Regions from separate parts of the Mus musculus genome. Here region 1 is linked to region 2. Evidence: chromatin contacts called from public HiChIP or PLAC-seq data. All regions are on one chromosome and are shown on one strand. Each heading gives the region's core, a stretch centred on a gene start, on an enhancer-like site or on the middle of the called end of the contact. The rest is flanking DNA. Distances are from core to core; before and after follow the strand shown. Region 1 overlaps Tbl1xr1 (transducin (beta)-like 1X-linked receptor 1). Region 2 overlaps Gm31813 (a long non-coding RNA gene).

Region 1 (5,276 bases), core at 514-3,013, 180 kb after region 2:
TGTCTGATGACCATTCTTTTTAAACCTATAAATTGATTATACTATTTGGCAGTATTTTATTATTCAGTGAACTTGGGAACTGTGGATTTGAGGTAATATAGAGATATAATTTTCTATGTTTATGAGTTTAGAATCAGTATTCAGAATAGGAAGAAAATTGATTTTCTGGATGATAGAACACAGACAAACCAATTATGGTCATATTTATTGTTCCACGCCATTGACTTTCTTATGTAGCCCAGGATAGTCCTGAGCGGATCCTCTTCCCTCCTCAGCCTCCTGAGTGCTGGCATCATAGGGGAGTCATTGTGCCTGGCTTTCTCTGAAAGCCTTGTTTTGGGTCTGTGAGCCATCACTTGTTTCTAGACCAGATAGATGTCTGCAGACATGTCGTTGATTTAATTGTTTATTTGTAACCAGGTAGGGCCTTCCTGAGGACGCCTGTCTTACAAGTGTTTCCCTTGGAGCCCCTGATCAAGTTCAAACTGCAGACTCTGCTCATACTGAATTGGTGAGGCTTTCTAAATGAAGTGAGTATTTCTGGTCCTTCCAGAACCTTGTCTCTTTGAAGGTCATATAGGCCCAGAAAAGAGGTTGGTCTAGCACTTCCTTGCTCCTCTGACTCATGGTGTTCAAAGTATAAGATTATCAGGTTCTGCTTGGGTGTCCTGTTTTGAAGGTAGGGCCACCTATGGAATCTTTTTTTTTGGGGTGTGGGATGGGAGGTTGGAACAGCTCAGATATGCTGTTAAAACCAGGAATATTCCCAAAACCAGGGTAAAGAAGACTTGGATCTGAGGTTACTAGTTATAGCTGATTGAATCATTGTCTGGTCTTCTGTGTTGGTTCTTGACTCCCTGTTCTTTGTAATCTGGATCCTCACTAAACCATTTCTCTTTGGTTCTGGTCTTATGTGAGCTCTTGGTCCACCATATACCTCAGGTGGTCTTTCCTTTCACTGCGGTGCACGTGTAAGGCTTTGAGGCTATGCAGTGCACAAGTCATGCATTCTGTCTCCTGCTGACTTTTGAAGTCACTTGCTGTGTCATGGAAGGAACTTCACTTTCATTTTGGGTCTGTGTTGAATGTTGACTGATGGCAGAGCTCTTTCATTTCATGGTTCTGAGTGGAAACAAAACAGATGGAAGAGGAAAGAGAGGGTTAGAGTTGGGAGAAAGAAATAGAAGTGGCTCTCACGCTTGTGAGCTGGACATGACCTTAGCTACTGATGCATACTTCCTAGATAATCCAAAACTACTGGAGATGTGTGGAGTAGAGGGATGTGTAGAAGTTAACTGAGCTGTCAAGATCTGGTGTTTTCAAATAATCGTCAGAAAGGAATGTTTTGATTATTTCTTCAGAACCAGATCTGCATTTGAGAAACAGGGTTTCTAGTTTACAAATGAACTAAAGTGATTGCCACAGTACTTCACTGATATTTTCAAAGAATTAAAAATTCACCAGTAAATTTTAATTAGGAAGGAAATTGCACTGAGAAGTGTGTTCTGGCACTTTGCCCTGGTGTTGCTCTGTGTGGCAGTCAGGAGGAATTTGTTCCTTTGGGCTCTTCCTCTTGTAGCCTCCTGTCCCTTTGGGTGTGTAACTTGACCCCTGAGGCTGCACTCTGCTTGCTTGTGGATGTGTTTTTGAACTTGTTAATTCTCAATCTCTTTGCTTTTTGGGTCAGCTCTTGTGCAGCACAGGCTGGCGAGCTTCATGGCTCCTTTATCTTTTTTGTGTTTGTCAAATGACTCAGACTTCTGGATGGGTACCCTGGTAGGTTGCTCCCTTTGTTTTGACAAAGTGGCATAGATGATTTCTACAAGTTGAGAAGTGCGGTGTTCCCCCCCCCCCCCAAGTAGTTTACTATTAACTTTAAGCAAACATGACGTCGGCCAGTGAGGTAAGGTCGCTTTCCTCCAAGACTCATAGTCTGAGTCCATAAGAATGCCATGTTGGAATGAGAGAAAGGACTTGGTGAAGCTGTCCTCTGACCTGCACTTGTGCACAGTGGCACTCTGCCCACATGCACGTAGGACATGACACCTGTGTACATGGTGTTACGTACTGGCTGTGGTTTGAAGCTGCCTGAGGAGGGCTCAAGTGTCAGTGTGGATAGTGGAATGAAAGCTGCTGAGTTCAGGAATAAAGGAAAGTTTGGAATCATTTAATTTACTGACTTCCATTCCTTGCAAAATACCACATATATCTCATGGGTTTAAGTAGCGTGGAAATTTGAGGACAAGCTCAAAAGAATGGCTCAGGGTGTGGAAAACAGGGAAGTTGAGTGGCTGTAACAAGACAGCTGCTCTGGCTTCTGCACCCTGTCCTCCTGGTTCTTGTTTTGCCTGAGCAGCAACAGTAGAGCTCATGAACCGGAGCAGCTCAGGAGGCTACTGAGTTCTTGCTTACTCTTCAGGGATGTTTGGCCGACCAGCTTTTCAGTGTCTCCCCTTTCACCCCATTTTGCCTTTTTAGGAGAGTGCCCCACACTATAGTCCTGCTGGCCTGGAAAACGATATGAAGACTAGTTTGCCCTCACACTTGCATTTATGCCCCTGCCTCAGCTTCTGCCTCCCTTGTATTGGGAGTACTCTAAGGGCTCCAGGCTTTTTGTCTTTTACTGCATTGGTACCCCTGGGATTGGATTCTGCTCAAGTCTTGTTCAGCAGTCTCAAACAGTCTGGTTTTTGTTTTTCTACCTGAAATTAAACATTTTTCTCATGAGAAGTTAGCCACTAAAATTTTTATTAGTGTCTTAATTTGGATCATTGATTTTGGTAATGTTTGTTTTAAAGTTGTGTAAGGTTCCATATTCGCTAAAGAATGATACCCTGGACTCAAATAGTATGTAAACACAGAGTGTTTTATTTTGTAGAAGTCCAACATGCTGGGGTTTCCCAATACCGGAACCTTGCAGGTCTGGTTTAAAGCACATTAGTAACTTCCAGGGTCAGTGACCCTTATGGTAATCTGTTGGCTGGAAACTTCTTAGGAGATGTCTGGAAACCGCTGCTGTCCTTGCCTCAGGCCAGGTGACAGACCTGGAGTTGCCCAGATCTTGGAAACAGATTCAGGTCTAGTCTCTTTTTAGGTAAGTACACTGTAGCTGACTTCAGACATGACAGAAGAGGGAGTCAGATCTCATTACTGGTGGTTGTGAGCCATCATGTGTTTCTGGGATTTGAACTCAGGACCTATGGAAGAGCAGTCAGTACCTGCTGAGCCATCTCCCCAGCCCCAGGCCTAGCCTCCGTAACTGCCAATTTGAAGTCTGTCATGGAATCAGCCTCCTCGGTTTTTATGGGTTTTGAATGTCCCATTTTTCTGTTTTAAATTCCTGTTATCTTCAGCATTTGACTTTGCATAGATTGAAGTTTTCCACCAATCTGAGTTGCGTTGAGAATCTGTAGCAGAAACACCTTCATGTGCTGACATCTGTTGCCTTCCCTTTCTCTTTTCTCAAAGGGGCTACAATCTATATTCACATCAATAAGGCAGAGTCAGGAGCTGGATTGCAATGTATTAATAGCTAGCCTGGTCTACATACTGACTCCTGGATAGCCAGGGCTACATGGTGAGATCTGGTCCCAAAAATTCAACCAACAAACAAAAAGGCTGAGTATGGTGGTCTGCACCTGTAATGTTTACACTTTGGAGGGTCAGAAATTCAAGGTTCGCTTTGGCAGTAGAGCAAGTTCAAGTCAGCCTGGGCTGTGTGAGGTTATGGCACACAAAATAAAACCAAGACCACACAAAATAACACCAAGACCACCATCACTACCACCACAAAAAACATAACGAATAAAACACAAAGTGGGGACAGTTATTATTTAGTATGTGATGACTATCTTTTCCTGACTACACATCTCACACTTCATAGTGACTTCCCCTCTGGCACTGCCTGGCCAACCCTGGCAGCTCCGTACCCAGGGATGTGTTTGCTCCTGCCTTAGCTGCTTTGTTCTTCATATCAGGCTCTGCCCTGAAATAGGCATGCACAGTGAAGTTAGTGCTCACCCCATGTGACCCTTAGGTCTCTTGTTACTACTACCATTTTACGATGACAGATCTTCCTGTATTGACACCTTCTCCTTTCTGCATATTTAAACTGGGTGAGAGCAGGCATGGGTTCGGTTTCCCTTGTCACGCTCCCAGGACCTGGAACAGGACTTGGAGGTGTTTAGTTAGTATTTTTATGCCTATTAACTCTTTTTGACCTGCTGATAGCTTTAAATGGATTTACTTTTATCATGGGCTATGTAACAGCTCTTTAATCTGGCATTTAGGACGGGCTAGAGGAGCTGAGATTACATTGGTGTTTACATAATTTTTGTAGCTAGTCTCAGTAGTTGAATCAATCTGGAAAAAAATAGGTAAAGGGATAGTTTAAGAACTGATACTAGGGGCTGGAGAGATGGCTCAGCGGTTACGAGCACCAACTGCTCTTCCAGAGGTCCTGAGTTCAATTCCTAGCAATCACAGGGAATTGAACTCACAACCATCTGTAATGAGATATGATTCCCTCTTCTATTGTGTGTCTGAAGAGAGCAATGGTGTACTTATATATATAAAAAACAAACAAAACTTAATAAAAAAAGGACTGATACTGACATAGTTGTGCTAAGATACTAGATTTCAACAAGTTACATTTCATTTCTTTCAATCCAGACATTTCGTCATTCAGTAATAGGAGGTGGGCTAAAACTCCCAGTTATACTGATGGAGGTTACTTTTAGCTACATTTACCTGGGAGGTGGTGGTGTTTAACTCTGATCTACTTACTGAAGTTGACAGTGAGTCATAATGCAGGTGAGCTGTGCTATAGAAGCCCAAAGCAAGCTTTCAAAAGGGTTGATTCAAGAAGGGGGCCTCATCAACACAGGAAATACAACGCTCTTACTGAATTACTCCCTTAGGGAGAAATAGCAGGCCTGCTGGGCTGTCTGTGCTGTGCGGCCAGAACCAGACCTGAGCACCAGGAATGTTTTGACACAACAGTCCAGCTATTTTTCACTCCTTTACTGACTTTGAAGTATAATGACAGTATCTGAATTTAAGGACTACTTTACTTTACCTGGAAAATCCCTGAAGGACTCTGAGCAGTGTAGTTTGAGAAGGGATCCCATAGTTGTGTTAGAATTTGTTGCTCCCAAGTGCTGGAGGAGCTGAGCTTGGGGACTTATGGAGGTGGCCATTTATAGCTGGAAGGCTGGGCCTTTAGTCCACTCTGGATGGCACTTAAGATTGCCACTTACTCAGAAGTGACATTTGTC
Region 2 (4,784 bases), core at 1,938-4,437:
TTGGCTTGGTTTTTTGAGACAGGGTCTAACATTTTCCAAGCTAACAAACTCCCCATGTAGCCAGGAATAACTGACCCCCAGATTCTACCGCCTCAGTCTCTGGAGTACAAGGATTACAGAGGTACAACACCACATCCAACTTTATGAAGTGCAGGGGATTGAACCCACTGATTTATGTAGGATGCACAAGTAGTCTACCAAATAAACTACACCTATAGACCACAACAGGATGGAAAAGTCTCCCAACCCTGCTTTCCTTCTTATCTGCCCAAAGATGAGTAGATACTAAGTTCTGCCAAAACTAAGCCTTCCCAAGTCTTTTAATTTAAATCCTTTGAAAAACACATAATCTCTCTCATGACCTCCACATTTCTTTCAGGGGAATGTAGTCAGAAACAACCCTCTCACCTCTTCCTCTGAGATGCATGAAGAAGAGAATTTTTAAAACAAAAAGGTAGAAATGGATTCCCTTTCTGTGGGGAAAGCCACTTGCCTTCTTTTGCTTTTACCTCTTCAACTGTTGCCATGATATCTGATAAAGCTTTTTGTGAATCAAAATGGCCCCCTTTTGAATTGGAATTTGGGTTAGAATCATATTGCCCACATGCATGTGTGCACTTAAAGGTGACCACAGTTGTGGAAAGAGCTTATGTGAAAAGTAAGCGGTCAATAGCCTTTGCATTGATCCTTGTTCCGTGGCAACATTACTTCACAGCATTAACTATGCAATCGCCAGACAATTCGGCAGTTATATTAGGATTGCAGAAAAGTTACTGTTGTCCATTATTCACCACTTCAAATAATATTCACCATTAAATGATGGCATATTAATCATGTGGATTTCTATTTTTAATTATTTACTTATGTATTATATTTAGGAAGAGGGAGGGGCTTGTGCAAGCCAAAGGACAACTCGTGGGAGTTGATTCTTTCCTTTCGCCAAGTGTGTCGCAAGTGTTGAACTCAGGTCATCAGTGCCTTTACCCACAAAACAGAGACAAGGTGACTACTGAAAACCAAAGGTCAACTGCCGCAAAGACACTCATCTTTGAAACAGTATCTAAATTCATTTTTTTAAAGAAATGTTTATCTATCTGGAAGAAGCAGTAAGAGATTATAGCAGTATTTGTTTTTTTGTTTTGTTTTGTTTTCAGAAAAATCTTGTGCAGTCAGTCTTGTCAGGTATGAGTGGTTTTCAAATATCCAGAAACTGAACCTTGGGTGTGAAATATCTACACTCAAACTTCATTTGTATGACAGAAAGACAGATTACTGTAGTTATGTTCACATTGTTTGTTAAGTTAGATGCATGAAAATTGAAAATGAATTCTGTTATTGAAACCAGATCTTAAAGTGTCTGCTCTGTCCAACTGGCCTTCAAAAGTTTACCTTATATAATGTTGCTGAGCTGTTAGACTTTTGAAAAGTACCATCTATGGTGTTTTCATGTAGTGCAGTAGCTGCTACAATGTTATCTAGTCTCATGACAAAAATGGGCATAGATGTGCTGGAGAGAAGGCTCAGGTCTGCAGAGACCTCACTGCTCTGCCAGAGGACCCGTGCTTAGTTCCCTGCACCCATACCAAGCAACTCACAATCCCAGCTCCAGGGGATCCAATGTCCACTTTATGCCTCTGCAGGTACCCATATACAGTTGGCATATATTCACAAAGACACACACATAAACATAAATTAAAAATAGAAATAATAAACAAGTGGGCATAAAAAGTTTCATTACCAGTTGAACAGAATCTTTTACTGCTCAGAAGCATGAATATATAACTTATCTTCCTCTCTTGGGTCTTATATTTCTATTTAACTCACAATGCAACTTACCTAGGTACTAAAATTTTGCGAACTGTATCCCTTCTAATCTCAATGATATTGATCCCTTGGTTATTTTGGTTTTTGTTTGTTTCTTTTGTTGCATTTTTCATTGCTTAATCACTGGCTTAAAGCCAACTTGATCTTTAACCATTCCTAGGGAAAGTATTTCTGGTATGGTTGTTTAATAAGGTGAAATAGGATGGCATGGATGGAAAATACTTAAGACTATAACCTCATGTTCATTCTTCCTGCTGAAAGTTTTATTAGTTTGTTTGTTATTAGGCAGGGTCTCATGTAACCTAAGCTGGGTTCAAATTCCCTGTATCACAAAGGATGACCCTGAACTTCTGATCCTCCTGCCTATGTCTCTCAGGGGCTAAGATTACAGTTGTACGCTATCATGACTGATTTATGCAGTGCAGGGAGAGACCCCAAGGGATCCTGAAAGCTAAGCCAAGCATTCTGCCCACTGAGCTGAATCCTTAGTCCCATTTCCATTTTACATCTGCAAACCCAGATTTCTTCCAAAGAGACACACATTACCTGCATGATATGCTTAACTGTTTAACTAAGGAACTATTTTTAACTCTTGATCAAAGGAATCTACGCAGACAAGGAACACGTGTGGGATCTGTGAACATTGTTATGGCAGTGCAGGGAGTCTTCCTGAGTGAGACAAGGACAGATAAGGAAAGTACAATAAGAGGGTCCAGCAAAACACTGAGATATAGAGGTCACCACCACAGAGGGATGGAGAAAAGGAAGGAGATGGAAGTACACAGAGGCAAGATCTGGAAGCATACAGCCTGCTGATTCGTTAGATGGATGGTAATGGGAAAGTCATGGGACATCTGTGGAACTCACCAGTGTGACACAACTGGGGGACACATCTGAAATCCCAGATCTTAAGTAGAGGCATGTGACAGGAAGATCAGAAATTGAGAGTCATTTCTGATTACATAGTAGGTTTGAGACTAGTACGGGCTACTTTAAACCCTGTCTTGAAAAAGGAAGAAGAAAAAAGAATGGAGGAAAATTAGAATTTCTTGTCTAATGTGTGGGTAGCAATGTTACTGATACCGTCATGAATTATATTAGCATCAAGAAAAAGGGTAAGATTAAGATGTCTGTGCATTCTACCGATTGAGTCCTGTGTAATAAATAACTCCCCAAGTGAAGGGTTGAAAACAGCAGTCATAGATACCCTGATCTGCATTAGGAAGAGTATACTGGTGACTCCCATATTGCTTTCCTTTGCTGGCCATGACATCCTGAGTCAGGAAGGCAAGGGCTCCCTTTGGCATGGCCAACTCACAGGAAGTTAAGCTGGTGTTGGGTGCCAACCTCTGCTAGGCTGTTAGCTGGAACATCTATGTGGGCTTCCTGTGTGGTTTGGTACTATTTCCCCAGCAGGATATCTGGGGGCTAAAAGTACAACTGAAGTATAAACCACTTCCTGCAGCTTCAGTGTGGCACCAGAGGACATCCAGAAGATTCCATTGGTCAAATATCCATAAAGCTCAAACTCTAAAATAGGGTCACAGTCAATGCCTCTCAGTGGGATGAATGTCAACTCGTTTTGGTCATGTTTAGTTTGTCCATGGTGGTTTGGTTTGATTTGATGTCACTTTGCCTATATTGAAAGTATTGGGCTAGCCTGGACTACATAAGAATGTGTCTTTTAAAAAAAACAGAGATGGAGATGAAAAAGAAGAAGAGGCAGTGGGAAAGGAAAGGGAGAGTGAGGAGAGGGAATTTTGGATGGAAAACATCAAAAATGAATACAGAAGTAATAGGTTGGAAGCTAGAAAAATATGACTCTCTAAAGTTGCTTTCAACAAATATACAAACTATGAACAATGCTATAACTATTAAGGAAATTGAATCACTATTTTGAAACATTCAACATTTCTACAATGAAAACACCAGATTCAAATACCTTCATTAAAACAAATTCCTGGTGTCCCAACCCACAACTTGGGTGAAGACCTTCTGCTCAACCACAGGCCATGCTTTGCCAGAAGAATGGGTAGGATGCCCATGAACACCCTCCACTCTCTCTGTTCCAGCAGACCCAGTCCTCAAGTCTGTCCCTAGAACGTGCAACAGAGCACCAGCTGAAGTCTTCCCTGTCCATGCCTCCTGTGAATCCCACAGACTAAAAGAATGGATTTGAAAATAGAATCTATCCTTCTGCTACATACAAGAAACAACTTAAAATCAAGGAGAGATATTAGCTCAGAATAAGGGTTGGAAAAAAGATATTCCAAACAAATGGATCTAAGTAACACTGGAAAATCTAAAAGACATGGATGATTTTCTCTGGTACCATTTACCAGAGTTAAGTTAAGAGCAGATAAAAAAAATTAAACAGACCTATAACACCTAGTGAAATGGAAACAGTCATTAAAAGTCTCACAACCAAAAAAAGAAAAAGAAAATGAAAAATTCAGGGCCAGATAGTTAAGCACAGAATACTTTCAAAGAAGTGTTTACATAAATACTCCTCAAATTATCCACAACATATAAACAGAAGGAACATTGCCAAATTCATTTTATGAAGTCACGGTTACTCTGATACTCTAACCACATAAAGACTCAACAAACAAAGAGAACTACAGACCAGTTTCTCTTATGAACAGAGGTGTAAAAATACTCATTAAATACTTGCAAATCAAATTCAAGAACACATCAAAAAGATCATTCATTATGATCAAATAGGTATCATCCCAGAGGTGAAGGGATGGTTTGATCTATGAAAACAAGTCAATGTAATCCAACATCTAAATAAACTGAAAAGAAAAATCAACATGATCATCTCACTAGCTGCTAAAAAGAACTTTGACAAAATCCAACACCCTTTCATGATAAAAGGTCAGGAGAAATGAGGAGTATAAGGGACATAAATAAACAAATAAAGGCAATTTATGACAAGTCTATAGCCAGCATCAAACTAA

Evidence for each region. HiChIP or PLAC-seq counts read pairs in DNA pulled down with a chosen protein or histone mark.
Region 1: an H3K27ac HiChIP or PLAC-seq map of regulatory T cells shows a contact between it and region 2, with 5 times the contacts expected there. The contact joins two enhancer-like sites. A contact is called at or near these places in 2 of 15 datasets of contacts at CTCF or cohesin (CD8 T cells and the NIH/3T3 cell line), 2 of 484 Hi-C or Micro-C datasets (CD4 T cells and liver) and 4 of 115 datasets of contacts at active chromatin or transcription factors (CD8 T cells, embryonic basal ganglia, embryonic stem cells and 1 more).

Annotation. Positions count from the first base shown.
Region 1 is chr3:22,088,993-22,094,268 of GRCm38.p6, forward strand. The region is part of intron 1 of Tbl1xr1 (transducin (beta)-like 1X-linked receptor 1); the gene reads left to right. Among named protein-coding and RNA genes, the nearest start is that of Tbl1xr1, 15 kb to the left of the region's middle. Within about 2 kb of position 1,764, at least 133 of the 459 cell types and tissues checked have an H3K27ac peak or open chromatin away from gene starts, as enhancers often do. A contact at or near this core is called in CD8 T cells and regulatory T cells, where this site is marked.
Region 2 is chr3:21,908,069-21,912,852 of GRCm38.p6, forward strand. The region is part of intron 3 of Gm31813 (a long non-coding RNA gene); the gene reads right to left. Among named protein-coding and RNA genes, the nearest start is that of Gm31813, 54 kb to the right of the region's middle. Within about 2 kb of position 3,188, at least 58 of the 459 cell types and tissues checked have an H3K27ac peak or open chromatin away from gene starts, as enhancers often do. A contact at or near this core is called in CD8 T cells and regulatory T cells, where this site is marked.